Linked DNA regions of Mus musculus: region 2 is linked to region 1. The links are chromatin contacts, called in public HiChIP or PLAC-seq maps. All regions are on one chromosome and are shown on one strand. The core of a region is the stretch at or near the end of the contact, and the rest is flanking DNA. Distances in the headings are between cores, read along the strand shown. Region 1 overlaps Bcr (BCR activator of RhoGEF and GTPase). Region 2 holds the start of Specc1l (sperm antigen with calponin homology and coiled-coil domains 1-like).

Region 1 (7,353 bases), core at 2,047-4,546:
CCTGACACATCTTCCTAGAAAGAGCTGCTCTACCCAACTAGAGCCCTGCATGCATAAGCACAGATGGAAAATGCAGAATTCATTGGAGGCTCAGAGGGTTGATAGAGGAGCACGTTAACTCCATGTTAAGCAACAGACAAAGCTCAAGGGATCACGCCTTCTGTCCTGCCCGTCCATGGATTACAGTTTTTTAAAAACTAGAATTTGCTAAAGCTGGAGCTTGTACTTCTGAACACTGAATTGTACCCCTAACCTCCATTTCATTCTCCAGTCTTAAGTTCACAGCAGAATTAAGAGAAAGGGCAGGAACTCACATGTATTCCCCACTGTTAAAATCTCGTATGATGTAATTTGCCTATGTCAATCAATCCCACGTCACCTAGAGGCTGCCGTTGGTGTGAGACGTATACTCTGTTAATTTTTACAAATAAATAGTGACTGTGTCTTCTATTATAGTAAAGCCATCCAGACTTATCAAATATCGATCTCTAATAATTACCAGAGCTGTTGGCATCAAGACTATCCTGTGGAGTTAGGTGCTGGTGCACCAAGTTTGAAATAGGTTTGAGAGGGTTTGAAAGCTTCCAGAAACCCAGAGACCCACAGTGTAGTGACTGGGATGCCCACACGGATGCCAGGACCAAATGAGGGGTACCATTTGTTGTCAGGCAGTGGTTCAGACATGACCTTGAACTGCCGCAAACTTGGTTGGACCTGTTTGTTCTCAGGTAACTTTCTTTCTTTTGGGGAACCACAGGAGTTTGAGATAGAGCTAGAAGGCTCCCAGACCCTGCGGATACTATGTTATGAAAAGTGTTACAACAAAATGAAGATGACGAAGGAAGATGGTGAGAGCGCAGACAAGCTCATGGGGAAAGGCCAGGTCCAGGTGAGTCTGCCCCACCCCACCCCATCCCATCTGGATGCTCCATGGCCTCTCCCACATGAGGCTGATGAAACGGCCTAACTCTTGGGATGGAGTGGATAGCCAGCCCTGTCATGGTTCCTTCCTTTCTCTGTCTGTTATATCCTTTCTTGTTCCCAGAGATTGATTTTTTTTTTTGTCTGTCAAACTTGTACTTGCAGCTGATACCATAGTTTCCCTATGTGAGCTTTTACAGCCCACAGGCATATGGTTAGGTGGTGCCCTGGGCTAAAATTGTTTATAAAACCATTTCCCTTTGGAAAAGCAGGAGTCCCAGAGCCTACTCATTTTTTGTCTGGGGTATAGGCCCAGTTTCCAGCTGCTGTCCTGAACATCATACGCACAGGTCCCCCAGAGTTAGCATTCTAACATCATACACATCCCAGGCCCTGGTACCTTCTTGAAGCTTCAACTACCCAGCTCACTCAAGGGTGTAGAGAGAACATCTTGTGTATTGTACGGCTGAAGCCTGTGGCCTATGGCTTAGACAGGACATAGAAGGTGGAACATCAAGAGGAGAGAGAGCTCTGGGAGCGAAGGAGATTCTCCAGCAAGATGCGATGAGCTAGATGCATGGAACCTGAGCACAGGAAACCAGCTGTGTGGCAACACATAGGTTAGGAAAAATGGGATATCTTAAGTCACATCCAATGAGGCCAAGGTAAATATATTTTTGAGTCTGAGTCTTATTTCTGAGAGCATGGGGCTGGAGGAAGAATCAGGGCTAACTTCTATACAAAGGTGATCCCAAGAATGCCAACAGACTGGGTGCCTGGCCCCTTTATGGGTTTATCAAGTTAGCAAAGAGAAATTCAGGTCCCAGCAGTTGTTGGCTTAAATGCCTTGAATTTTCTCCTCGACTCTTGTGAATGGTTGGATTTGAACCAGGGCCTCTAAGTCCTACCACTAGATAGCTAGGGGTCTCGGTGGGAAGTGAACAAAGCTAGCTTATCAAACCAAACTTCTTTGAAACCCCCTTGCTCCGATGCCGCCTTGTGAACAAATGTCTCCTCGTGCTTTTGCTTTTCCGTCAAGGCACTCAGGCACCCTGTGCCAGCCTAGCAAAGAGAAGAGAATTTCCAGTGCCAGAAAGCAGTGAAGGTAGCAAAGACAGATATACTCAGGGATACCTCCCAGAGGGAAGAGACACCGTTGCATAGACAGGGCTCCACTCCAGGTAAGGCGCAGGCAAATGGAAATTTACAGCCAAGGAGCAGGGTAAGGGTCAGTGAGTGGAGATTACTAAGAGGAAATGCCAGGAGTGAGGAGGATTCTGGCTAGACCAGCCCAATGGGATTTTTCTTCTGAAGGAAGGTCAGGTAAACAGACATTACCTGGAGACAAAGAACCCAGCTACACGTCAAAGATGGGGGTGGGGGCAAACCTGTAATCCAGCACTTTGGAGGTAGAGACAGATAAAAAATCCACAGCTAGTCACAACCACATAGTGAATTATTTGAGACCAGCCTGGGCTCTGTGAGGCACTGTCAAAATAATAATAATAATAATAATAAACGCTGATGATGATGGTGATGGTGATGGTGATGATGATGGAGATAGAGAGATAGCTTAGTTGATATGGAGGCTTGAATGATAATTCCAGAATCCACATTAAAAAAAAAAAGTGTGGGGCAGGAGTAGAGGAGCCCAGTGTGATGAACCACATGCAATCCCAGCACTGGGGAAACTGAGGCAGACAGATCCCTAGGGTTCTCTGGCCAGCCAGTCTACCTTACTTGACAAGTTCCAGTCAGGGAGAGACCCTAACTGACTCAACAAAAACAAGGTAGATAGCATCTGAGAGATGACTCCTGAGGTCGGCCTTGGTGTCCTCAAACACGTATACATACACGCACACCAAATACAGCATACCCACGTATACACTACACACACACACACACACACACACACACACACACACACACACACACACACACACAGAGTATATGTTCTTAGAAAAATTGATTGAACAGAATTCTTACTCAGATTGGGCTTTTGCGCAGGGGTGAAGCCATGTTGATCAAAGCTCAGAGTCTGGCTAGTCTGGTAGTAAAGAGGATAGTCTCTGTCCACCCACCAGCCCTGCTGTGCCCTGTGTGACCCAAGTGAGTCATAGCCCCTCACCCTTCCAGCAATGTGTCCTCGTATATCAGATGGAGCAAGAGACACATCCGTCTGCAGCTTGGTGACGTGTCACCCAGACCTGGTCAGCATTTGGTGCTATTATTACTGTTACTATTTTGTCACCATCATTGTCAGTGAAGAGGCACTGGAGACTGTCGGCCCCTGCTCCAGCCCCCAGTCATCACCGTGGTCTGAGAGATGATTGGCCTCGGGAACTTCTTTACACAGGAAGGAACCCAAGCACTTGAAAATGGTCTAGATGACTCACACTCGCCTACACAGTGACTGGCCTGTCTCCCAGCAACAAGGGCTTGTCCGTGTGATCCCTGGAGGAAGGAAGCAGGAGGAGGGGCAGTGTTACGGCCTGACACTCAGCCTGGCTCCGTTCTCCCGCCTCTTGCTTCTTCTCACCTGTGGATACTGTTTATGGGTTAGGTATAGCTGAGAAAGCCATCTGCGGCTTAACCAGGGCTGAGCCAGGCTTTCCCGATGATGTCGACACCTTCCATGCGTGTCGTTGTGGATAGGTGCCTAGCTGTCTATTTCCTGCTGCTGGGAGTTGGTGAGGAATGGCAACCCTGGCTCAGAAACTAAGTGGAGAGACGTCCTGTGAGGTAAAGCTGCATGCTGAGATAGAGAAGATGCAGTCCTCAATACCAGAGGGAAGACAGGTGGAAGTCCAGACTCAGGCAGAACAGCAGGGCCCAAGAGAAGGGCCAGAATGGACACTGAGGCTCTGATGGTAGTATTCACGCACATCCTCAGACTGAGAGTGCCAGACTCTTCTGAGGTTAAGATCCTGAGTCGGTACGCTTCTCTGCTCTATAAATGGTATTAATGAATACTTAGTCCAAGAACCACAGCCCAAGTTTTTGGATTCTGCCCTTACTCTTTATATGACCTTGACTTATCCGGTCCCCATTTCTCTTCCTGAAGAACGGAGGTTCCACAAGAGAAAGAGTAGAGTGTTCCCTCTTTCTGAACCCAGGACACGTTAAATCCACACGCCAGAAAGGGATGTGATGGCGCTGACCTGGAAGGTGACAACTGTTCAGAGAGTCACCAGCAAGAAGACTATGAGCCCTCGTGCAGTTCGTACACAGCACCTTGGTCCTTTCCAAGCTTCTATAGGTCATCCAAGCAAACCAAACCATCATACACCAGAGCCTGTTGTGTTGCCCTCATAAGGAAGAACCTATGTGCCAGGATCCAAGAGTGCCATAACATGAAGACATTTTATCCCAGGCTTTAAGATACTACAGATGTGCCAAAAGCCAGGGTCATCATGCTGCAAGGTCACACTGGCATCCTCAGATATCGCTGATGAAGGGGCCAAGTTTGGGCACAGGGAGACCTTCACATGAAGGAACACGAGGTATATCTTCAGGTCATACCCCAAGGCCGGCAGTTAGCCAGGATTCAGGGATGCTTGAACTGAGAGGAAGCCATTCAGCAGCCTGACTGCATATGGTCAAGACCGGGCCAGGATCCTGAAAGCACCATCCTCAGCTAGGGCCACTCTGCAAAGGAGACCAACATACTCGGTAAACCTAGGTCTCTTGGAGCCTTGTACCCATTAGAGATTTCCCATGCCCTCTTCTCTCCTTTCCATTCATAAACTTTCTAGGCTGCCAAATTCTCGTAGCCCTGTTCTTTCCTGGGGATTAACATTATACTGAGTTGTAGAATCTCATCTTGTCCCATTTTTTTTCCTCTTGTACCATCCTCCTGTTTGGGTTATGTCTCAGGTTCCCACACAGCCATCTGGGTGATAATAGCTTCTGTCTTAGAGATGTGTCCATTCTCCACATTTTGTATCAACAGAATCATGCCAGAGGTAGTCTCCTGTATTTTCTGGGTTTTCTGGATTCTTCTTTGAGGGTGGGGTAGGGGATGTTTTGTTTTGTTTTGTTTTGTTTTGTTTTGTTTTGTTTTGTTTTGTTTTGTTTTGTTTTGTTTTGAGACAGGGTTTCTCTGTATAACCCTGGCTGGCCTGGAACTCACTTTGTAGACCAGGCTGGCCTCAAACTCAGAGGGATTCACCTACCTCTGTCTTCCAAGTGCTGGGATTAAAGGTGTGCACCATTGGGGCTGGAGAGATGGGTCAGTGGTTAAGAGCACTGACTAAACCCTTTCTCAAAAAACCAAAAAACAAAAAGAAAGAAAGAAAGAAAGAAAAAGAACACTGTCTACTCTTCCAGAGGTCCTAAGTTCAATTCCCAGCTACCACATGGTGGCTCACAACCATCTGTAATGGGATCTGATGCCCTCTACTAGTGTGTCTAAAGACAGCTACAGTGTACTCATGTACATAAAATAAATAAATATTAAAAAAGAGTGTGCACCATCACTGTCCAGATGACTATTATTTTTAAAGGTTATCTTTTTTATTATTATTTCATTAGTATTATTATCCTTAGTAGCTAAATAAAATTATCCTGTCACGGCCCACGGTTTTTTGTTTTGTTTTGTTTTGGGGGAGGGGGCGGTTCTGTCCGTTTGGCTTGCTTCCACTTTAATTATGGTTACTGCTATTGTGACCCCTTGTTTGGTCTAAGTCAATATGGACAATTGTTTCCCAGTTGTAGGTAGAGGAGTCTCCGGGGCCGGTTCAGTGCCTGCCCTGGTTGAACGTGGGCTTTCTCCAGCTTGCCCTGGTGTAGACTAAGCAGTTTCCCAGGCATCCACCAGACCCACTGACCACAGCTGTTCTTCCCAGGGAGACAGTGCAGTACAGGTTGCCCTTCTGAGGCTACTGTGTTACACATGCTGGCTGCCCGGAGCCTATGTGGAGCAGAGGCCCCATACAACCACAAGGGCATCAGCTTTCCCCTGCACTTCTGGTCCACGGCCCTTCCCCCTCAGCCATCAGTTTTTCCAAAGCCCAGCCTCCTGCCTGCTTATTTCTCCGAAACTTTAACTGTGTGGGAAAGCGTGCCAGCCTTTAATGTTGTTGACAGTGTAGCCCAGCCTGCCTCGTCCTGTTACTCTTTGCAAGGTTTCTGCTCTGCTAAGCACGTTCTGTCCTTTGAGGCGAATCCAGCAGTTCGGGGCTGCTGTGAGGGCTGATTTCTCAGACACCAAGGTGAGCTACAAACAGGGACTGACCCCAGCGGCTCTAGGCAGAGTTAGATGCTAGGTCTCACTTGAGAGTGAACCTTATTCAGACCAGGAAGGCTCCAGCAGCTTGCCTGCAGGGAACAAGCTGCTGGAGCCTTCAGATGCTCTCTGCACTACGTGAGATGTAGAAGTATCAGCAGGCCTTTCACACATTCTTTCAAGATGCTGCCGGCTCAAAGCGGACTGACCAGTAACACACACGTTACTCAGTGTCTCTAAATTTGGACCACCGGAAGCCACCACTTGAAAAGGAGACTCAACGTAAGAGGAGGCTGTGACTTATCAGAATTCCCGTAACCAATAGACTCTGGAGCAGGAGCTGGTGTTCCCATAGACTGACAGAAAACAAAGTGGAATGTATGGGTGATGGGAAACTCTGACCTTGGCTGGCCCAGCTGTAGGGTGGAGCTTCCCTGAGAGCCTGCTCAAAAGGAGCCAGAGGCCAGGAACTCACCACTGCCCTGCCGTGCGACTTCAGCTCCACAAACAAGCCTCTTGCTGCTCGACCCCCATCGCCATGCAAGGCCTCATTCGGTTTTTCTACCCCAGCCGGGGAAGCCGGAGCCGGATCACCTCTGCTGACAAACAGCTGTGTGCCCGAGGCTCGACCCTGTGGACTCATATCCGATGTCTGGTGTGCAGGGGCAAGGTGGGCCAGTCAGGACCTGGAATCCCCAGGAGGGCCGGGAGAAGTGGGACCCAGTCACCCAGCTGTGTCAGACAGCTGCTCTCCTCGACTACAGCTTGTTCAACCTCACCTGGTCTTTGGACTGTTCATCCATGGCCTTTGTTGATTCTGGGTTTCTAGGGGAAAGGGGTCTCTATCATTACTTACTGTCCTAAGATGGGAAGGGATTTGTCCCACTCAGTGTGTTTCTGAAGAAGGAAAGGGGAACTGTCCTTGGACAGCCAAGACACAGGTAGACCCTGGGATTCGTCCTACAAGGAACTTCAAACCCAGGACAGGGAGCTACCCCACACCACAGACTCCTACCCTGAAAAGAGCTTAATTCTTTGTAGAAAGAATCTAAGGTGGAGGGGGAAAGTAGTGGTTGTTCTCTAGTCTCTTAGTTTTGGGGTACTAAAGATAAAATCCAGGGTTTTGTGCCAACCAGGGTGAGCTCTGCCACTGAGCCACCCTCAGTCCCAGATGGTGTGTTTTCCAAAGATTCCCAATTGCTTAT
Region 2 (7,353 bases), core at 2,081-4,580, 41 kb after region 1:
TAACTACTGAGCCATCTCTCCAGCTCCCAACCCGCTCTTTCTACCTATAGAGAGGTCTAGTGTGTGGTTTCACCACACCTGCGCATACAATAAGTGAGACTCCCTGGATAATTGCTTTGATTTGCTCAAGATTGGCCATCTTAAAGGCTTCCTGCCTACATGCCACCTTCCTGCCACAAGACAAATAATCACAAGGCCTTATTTGTGGAGATCATCTGAATTGGATTGTATTTCAATGAAGATGGGCCTATGGAACTGACAGAGCACCGACTATATTATGATATCTATCCTGGACACGAATCACATAGGCATGTGCCTGAGCTGCCCTCCAGATACACTCCCTGTCCTTGGGAGACACAGTGGAGGTCAGTGTGACACAAGTGTCAGGTTTGGTTAGGTTTAAGGACTGAGTATTAAATACTGAATATTGTCCTGATAGAGAAACTCTTGTCAGACAAGAAGCCCAAACATTTTTCTACTCAAGAGAGACCAGTGAGGAGGGAAGGGGGCATGGGCACACAGGGGGGCCTTGAGTCCAGCAACCTTGTGGAGTGGAAGAGAATTCAAGTGAGAGTGGTTATGTGGGGATGAAGGGAAGAGCAAGGAAAGGTTTGATAGAGGGATAGAAGGTGGGTTAAAGGCTGAGGCCAGACCTGGGGAGGATTGCCTGCCTAGCTGGATAGAGAGAGGAGAAGACTGGAGATATAGCTAGATGGGTAAGAATTTTGTTAAAAGATACACTAAAATTGATATTTGCCATGAAAAGATTTAAAAGTCTAATAGGCTGAACTACAAAACCAATGTAGAATGATTTAGCAATCTGCTATGAGCAAGTTCATTTAAAAAGTTAACTCTGGGCCTAGAGAGTTGGCTCAGCAGTTGAGAGCATTCTCTGCTCTTCCAGAGGTACTGAGTTTAATTCCCAGCAACCACATGGTAGCTCACAACCATCTGTAATGAGATCTGATGCCCTCTTCTGGTGTGTCTGAAGATAGGGATAGTGTAGTCATATTCATAAAGTAAAAGAGAGAGAGAGAGAGAAAGAGAGAGAGAGAGAGAGAGAGAGAGAGAGAGAGAGAGAGAGAGAGAGAGAGGGAGGGAGAGGGAGAGAGAAGAGGAGCAGTGGCTAGCATGAGGAAATTATTGCTAGAGGGAGGAATTGGCAGAGGAAAGGTCCTTAGATTATCATTGACCTTTGAATCTTTTTTTTTTTAAACAATTCTAGGAACTATAGAAAATGGTTTGAAATGCACCTGATTTTTTTGTTTTTTGTTTTGGTTTTTTTTTTTTTTTTTTTTTTTTTTTTTTTTTTTTTTTGAGACAGGGTTTCTCTGTGTAGCCCTGGCTGTCCTGGAACTCACTTGGTAGACCAGGCTGGCCTCGAACTCAGAAATCCGCCTTCCTCTGCCTCCCAAGTGCTGGGATTAAAGGTGTGAGCCACTACCACCTGGCATGACATACCTTTTTGAACCTCAACTTTGGCCTCAAAAAATTACCACCTGGGTGGTATTTGGATTGAAATGGTTGAGTTGATTTTGAACTACAAATACCTAAACAGATGGAGAATTAATACCCACTTATTTATATTTGCTACGCAATGGAAGTCCAGGGTTCTGGATAACGTGGTAAGGCCTGTTTAAGTGCTAATCCTATTTGACCTCCATAAAAATTTATAACAGCATATGTTTTGTAGTGGGTAAACCAGAAAGCAAAGGGACTATTATGTAATGCATCCAAGGTTCAAAGCCAGGTTTTGTTTTTGTTTTTTTTTTTTTGGCTCAATGTACTAATGTATTGTGGCTCTGCTGGTTAAGAAGGAAGAATTAAAGATCAAGAGGTACAGTGTGATGCCATCTGTGTATTGAGGTAGTAAAATAGTGCATATCGTAATTTAAATATTTGCTTCTGTTCATAAATGATGTCAAGGGATATTGATATTGAGGAGTGGAAACTATGTGAGGAATTGTAGGGTACTGAATATGTTGAAATGGTGATTTTTGAATTTTGAGGCATGTAAATTTTCTTAGAAATGCATTCAGAGATATTTATTTATTTATTTAGGGGGGGGCTGGAGAGATGGTTAGGAGCACTGGCTTCTTCCAGAGCTCCTGAGTTCAGCTCCCAGCAACCTGTGTACACATGGTGGTTCACAACCATGTATAATGAGATCTGACATCCTCTTCTGGTGTGTCTGAAGACAACAACGGTGTACTCATATACATAAATATCCATATACAAAATCTTTAAATTTATTTATTTATTTATTTATTTATCTATTTGCTAATTTATTTGAGACAGGGTCTCACCATGTGGCAATGGCTGGCCTGGAATTGGCTATATAGACCACGTTGGCCTGGTACTCACAGAGATGATCCATCTTTGCCTCCTGAGTGCTGATATTAAAAGCATGTTCCACTATGCCCAGTGAATCAGAGATTAAATTCTTAAAAAGAAAACATCAAAGAATAATGTTCCGGCTAGGTCTTGTCAGTTTGATCTAAGTTACCATTATCTGGGAAGAGGAACTTCAGTTGAGAAAATGTCTTTGTTAGATTGCCTATATACAAATCTATAGGGCATTTTCTTGGTTAATGATTGATGTGGGAGAGGCCAGGCTCACCAGGATGTGGTGTGACCCCCTAGGGGATCCTGGATGATATAAGAAAGCAGGCTGAGCAAGGCATGAGGAGCAAACCAACAATCTGTGTTTCTCCAAAGCTTCTCTGCTTCAGTTCCTGCCTTCAGGTTCCTTTGAGTTCCTGCCCTGACTTCTCTCAGTGATGGTGTGTGACCTGGGAGTTGTAAGCCAAATAAACCCTTTCCTCCCCAGGTTGCTTTTGGTCATGGTGCTTTTATTATAGTAATAGAGCCATTTACAAATTTAAAAAGTAAAATAAAAACTACACAGGAATTACATAAGCTTATAGAACTCTTTAACTTTATAATGCTAGTGATCTTGTTCCCTTTAATGGGTGGAGTAGGGACCGGTGTTGCTCATGTGCTGGGAACATAATGGGTGCCTGGCATGTGCATTTTTCTCAACTGTCGGGTTCAGCACACTGTAAACATACATTTCAACCAGAGCGGACCTATTTGCCTTGGAGGAAAAACGAGAGACTAGGAGCACTTCCAGCACAAAAGACTGCAGTTATCTAGTTGCACCGCCGACTAGCACAGCGCGTGCGCGGTCCAGAACTCAGCGCGAAGAGGAGGTGTGACAGCTGGCGCCTGCGCAGTAGCAGCCCAGGGAGGCGCCGATCACGGCACATGCGCGGGGAGTAGAAGGGGGCGGCACCGGTGGATAAGGGGCGGGCGGAGGGCGGGAGCCGCAAGGGAGACAGGGCGGGCCGAGGGAGCGGCGCCGTGGGGTTGGCTGTTGCCCTGAGGCCGGACTCAACGGACCGGGCCGCGCCACCGGGCGAGCTCGCCGCCCGGCCCCAGCCCGGAGCCAGCGAGTGAGCGAGGCGGTGCCGCGCGGTAAGAGCCGGGGCAGGGTCTTCTCCGCTTGTGCCGCGGGCACGTTCGTCTCCTCAGCGCCGCCCGCGCGGCCAGGCCCGGGCGGCCCCGCAGACCCTGGCGGCCCCGCGCCTGCGCTGTCCCCCCTCGTCACCCCCCCCATCCCCAGCCATCCCGCGCCTGCGCCGTCTCCTGCCCGGGCGGACCTCACAGCTTGCCCCGCAGATCCCCCGGGAACCCAGGCTGGCGTGGTACCCAGCTGGCTGGGGGTCTCATCCCTGCGGAGAGGCTGGGTGCGACCCTGGTGCTTGTGTTCCCTGTGGTGTCGGGAGAGACCGGGCATTCATCCTAGTTCCTTGCCCTGGGCTGGGACAGGTTGCCTCCCCATCTGGTGCATTGAGGGTGGGGAGCAGGAGCGGAGGTCCCCCGAAGGCTGCGCCCTGCAGTGTTAGGACCTGGCTGTTGGAAGCTGGCAGTGTTCTTTATTCTTGAGACTTGGCTAATTATGTCAGATTGGATGTGGATGTTTCTGTGTGTTGTTGAAGAAATGCTGCATTTTCATTAGAGGCGTGTGTGTGTGTGTGTGCATTTTCATTAGAGGCTTGTGTGTGTGTGTGTGTGTGTGTGTGTGTGTGTGTGTGTGTGAGAGAGAGAGAGAGAGAGATAGAGAGAGAGAGAGATAGATAGATGGTGGCGATACCCCAGAGAACACTAGAAAAGAAATCGGTTTCTGGTGGGCTTAGCCGCCTAAAACCAAACAAAAATTTCTGTGATCATTCAAATGCAGGCATCCTTGATTTTTTGTTTTGTTTTGTTTTGGGTTTTTTTGTTGTTTGTTTTTTGTTTTGTTTTTGTTTTTGTTTTCACTCTCTTGAAGATCAGTCCTAAAGTGCGGCGGGGTGAGGGGGCACCCTTTGACTGTCATGACAGAGAATCGTAAAGTTTGGCCTACACCTGTAATCCCGAGGCCAAGGCTGGATGAGCTCCAACTGGGCTGCAGAGTAAGGCCTTGTCTCAAACTACAAACAAAAACAAAACAAAAAACAAATCGCGGAGCCCAGGAAGGCTTCTTGTCATTCAGGAAGCTAAATCTTGAGGTGAAATCAGCTGTGGACTACAGGCAACAACAGTTCTATCTAAAGGTTTGGAATGAGGCACCAGCGTTGTTGCATAGGCATTAAAGGCACCGTTCGGTTGGTCCTCTTTCAATATGTCAGGAATGGAAAGAGTTTGAAAAGCAATACGCCTGTGCTGAATTCTGTACAGACTCTTTTTTTTTTTTTTCTCTTGTCCTTTCCTTGTACTGGGATAATATAAGCAATTGACGATGGAAGTGTACTTGAGGGTTGAGTCGTATATGGATAACTTCACTCTCCCATCTTTGGTATTAAGGGCATGGAATATGGCTAGATAAGTGTTTTATAGCTAAGCTATATCTACTCCCCAGCTTGATAAAAATTGAAGTAATGTCTCAAAATATCCAACCAATATAGAAGGGGATATGGAGAAAAAAGTATGTTGGTCTCGTTACATTTTCTTTCCTATTGAGAAAGAGCTGATGCCCCCTTCCCTTTTTCCCCCTTTTAAAAATGTCTCATTTTCCCTTTGGATCTAGTGTACACCAAATAGTGTCCTAACCTTTTGAAATTTTAGATAGCTTGAGAATGCTTTGTATGCTTGTCTGTGTATATCCCAGGTATGTAGGAATCTTCTTGACATTTTCAGCAAGAAAGTGATTTTTTTTTTTGTACCATAGAAAAGCAGTATGAAGGTGTCTTTGTATCATTCAAAATATCAGTGTCAGATGCAGAGAGGAGAGTAATTATAGCTAAAGTGAAATTTGCTCAGGGTGTGTACCTACATCTTGTTTTCTTGACATGTGACTTGTGAAGTAGAAATTGGCTTTCTGACTGACTTGACAGAGCTCATTGTTCAGATGACTCAGGTATCGAAAAAGGTCAAAATTCCTATGAGGGTCGAGTTTTCTTATATACAGGACTTGCTGAATAACTGTATGTCTATTTAAATCACATGTCTAGCTTGCACAAAGTATTACTGCAGACATCTCACCTTGATAGAGGAATGATGACAGTGTAAGGGGTTGAGAGAGTTTCCTTTTCTTTTTGGCCTCATGGCTTTGGGAAAGTAAGCTTTTCTGGACCTGTTTCTCCATTCTGTGCTTGCACACAGAGGAGCTTCAGGAGCTATTTCAATATTAAAGAATCCTTATCTACAGTTTTTAGCCAACGATGATATTGTAGTTTCCTTCTCAAAAATTTGGGTGATGAGGCAGGCTGTATAGTATGTCTGAGATGATTAAATCTGAGATACCCTAGGGTAAAAGAATTTGAGTAGGTGTTTATGTCATAAAAACTAGGACAATGTTGGGAGTTTTGATGATACTGAAGGTATTAAATTTAAAGGACTGTCATTTCTAAAACAAAACAAAAACCATTCATTTTCTTGGTGCTAGGGGCTGAAGAGTTGGCTTAGCAGCTAAGTACATTTGTTGCTCTTATGAAGGACCTGAGTTTGGTCCCCAGCACCCACATACATAGTGCCTCACAACCGTCTGTAACTGTAGATACAGGGGACCCAGCACCTTCTATAGGGCAGCAAGCATGCATGTAGTGTACATATATACATTCATGCAAAACACTCATACACATAAATAAGTTTCATATTTCAGCATCTAGTTAGACATGATTTTTACAAGTTTGTAGTTTAAGTTGTATTGGAGGTTGAGAAAGATTGCTTATGTGTAGTAGTTTGAGGCCAGTTGTAGCAATGTAGGTAGGTAGGCTCTATTAAAAAAAGATTAAACATCATTTATGATGGTGATACCAAATGATGATTTATGGTCATTGCAAATGTAAATACAAGAGAGCATATTTACTGTGAGTTTAGAAGTAAAGAGCCTAAAGTCTTGTTTTGTTGTTACTGTTAGTGAGGCTAAGACAAAATTTCTAGGCTGTTGCTTTTAAAAAGATTCAAATACAGCTGCCTGGCTTGGTGGCACATGGGGTTCCAGACTGCATAGAGAGACCCTGTCTCAAAAGCCAAAAAAAAAAAAAAAAAAAAAAAGAAAGAAAATTCCTGTTATGATTATCCTTAAAATGTAGTTCTTGGGCTGAGGCTCAGCGGGTAAGTGAAGAAAGGAAGAGCGTGATGCACAGATATGAGGACTAGAGTTTGTATCTCCAGAACTCTCACAAAGCTGACACGGTACATATGCCTGTAATTGCTCTGCTGTAATGGGGAGGTCGGAGAAGACAGGAGGATGCCTAGAAGCTTGCTGGCCCGCTAGCTTGTAGTATGCAGCAGCAAACAGGAGACCCTGTCTCAAGATGGAAGGACTGGCACCCAAGTAGTCTTCAGGCCTTCACATGTGCTCAAGAATGCACACATACATACTATACATGTTCACAAAGATCCGTATGTGTACTTCTTACATGATATAAAATACCAGGAGTCTTTTATGTGTGTACCTGCCTGTTTATATGTGTCAAGTGTATAGAGCACCCACTGGTAGAGATTGACAGGTCTCTGGAATTGTGTGCATATGACAACAAAATAATGCTAAAGGACATTCCTGTTGTTGGAATTGTTAGTGCTGAATAGACTAGCTGCAGTGTAAAAAGAGAAAACTCCCATTGGCTCAGAAGGTTTGCTTTTTGCTTTTTGTTCTTGTTTTTTCCCTCAGTTGATGGATTTGAAACAACATGGTGATCAAGTTGGTCTTGGGATGTAGCTTAATGTTCAACATCCCTAGTAATATGGGAAGCGCAAATTAAAAGTTCATTGAGATACTATCTCATCCTTGTCACTGGCTATTGAATCTGATAACAAATTTTGGCATGGATATGGGGAAGAGGAACTCTTACTCATTGCTGGTGG

What was found. HiChIP or PLAC-seq counts read pairs in DNA pulled down with a chosen protein or histone mark.
Region 2: a contact with region 1 is called in an HNF4G HiChIP or PLAC-seq map of pancreatic cancer cells. The contact joins the promoter of Specc1l here to the enhancer-like site in region 1. A contact is called at or near these places in 3 of 39 promoter capture datasets (the 3T3-L1 cell line, 3T3-L1-derived adipocytes and liver), 4 of 484 Hi-C or Micro-C datasets (the HL-1 cell line, cranial neural crest, female germline stem cell-derived STRA8 germ cells and 1 more), 8 of 115 datasets of contacts at active chromatin or transcription factors (CD8 T cells, effector CD8 T cells, embryonic fibroblasts and 4 more) and 3 of 9 other capture datasets (adipose tissue, liver and pancreatic islet).

Annotation. Positions count from the first base shown.
Region 1 is chr10:75,167,350-75,174,702 of GRCm38.p6, forward strand. It overlaps Bcr (BCR activator of RhoGEF and GTPase), which reads left to right. Exons shown (of 23, transcript NM_001081412.2): 16 at 758-889. Among named protein-coding and RNA genes, the nearest start is that of Specc1l, 41 kb to the right of the region's middle. Within about 2 kb of position 3,297, at least 154 of the 459 cell types and tissues checked have an H3K27ac peak or open chromatin away from gene starts, as enhancers often do. A contact at or near this core is called in 3T3-L1-derived adipocytes, CD8 T cells, the HL-1 cell line and 7 more, where this site is marked.
Region 2 is chr10:75,208,743-75,216,095 of GRCm38.p6, forward strand. Specc1l (sperm antigen with calponin homology and coiled-coil domains 1-like) reads left to right here and starts at 3,331. Exons shown (of 16, transcript NM_153406.3): 1 at 3,331-3,477.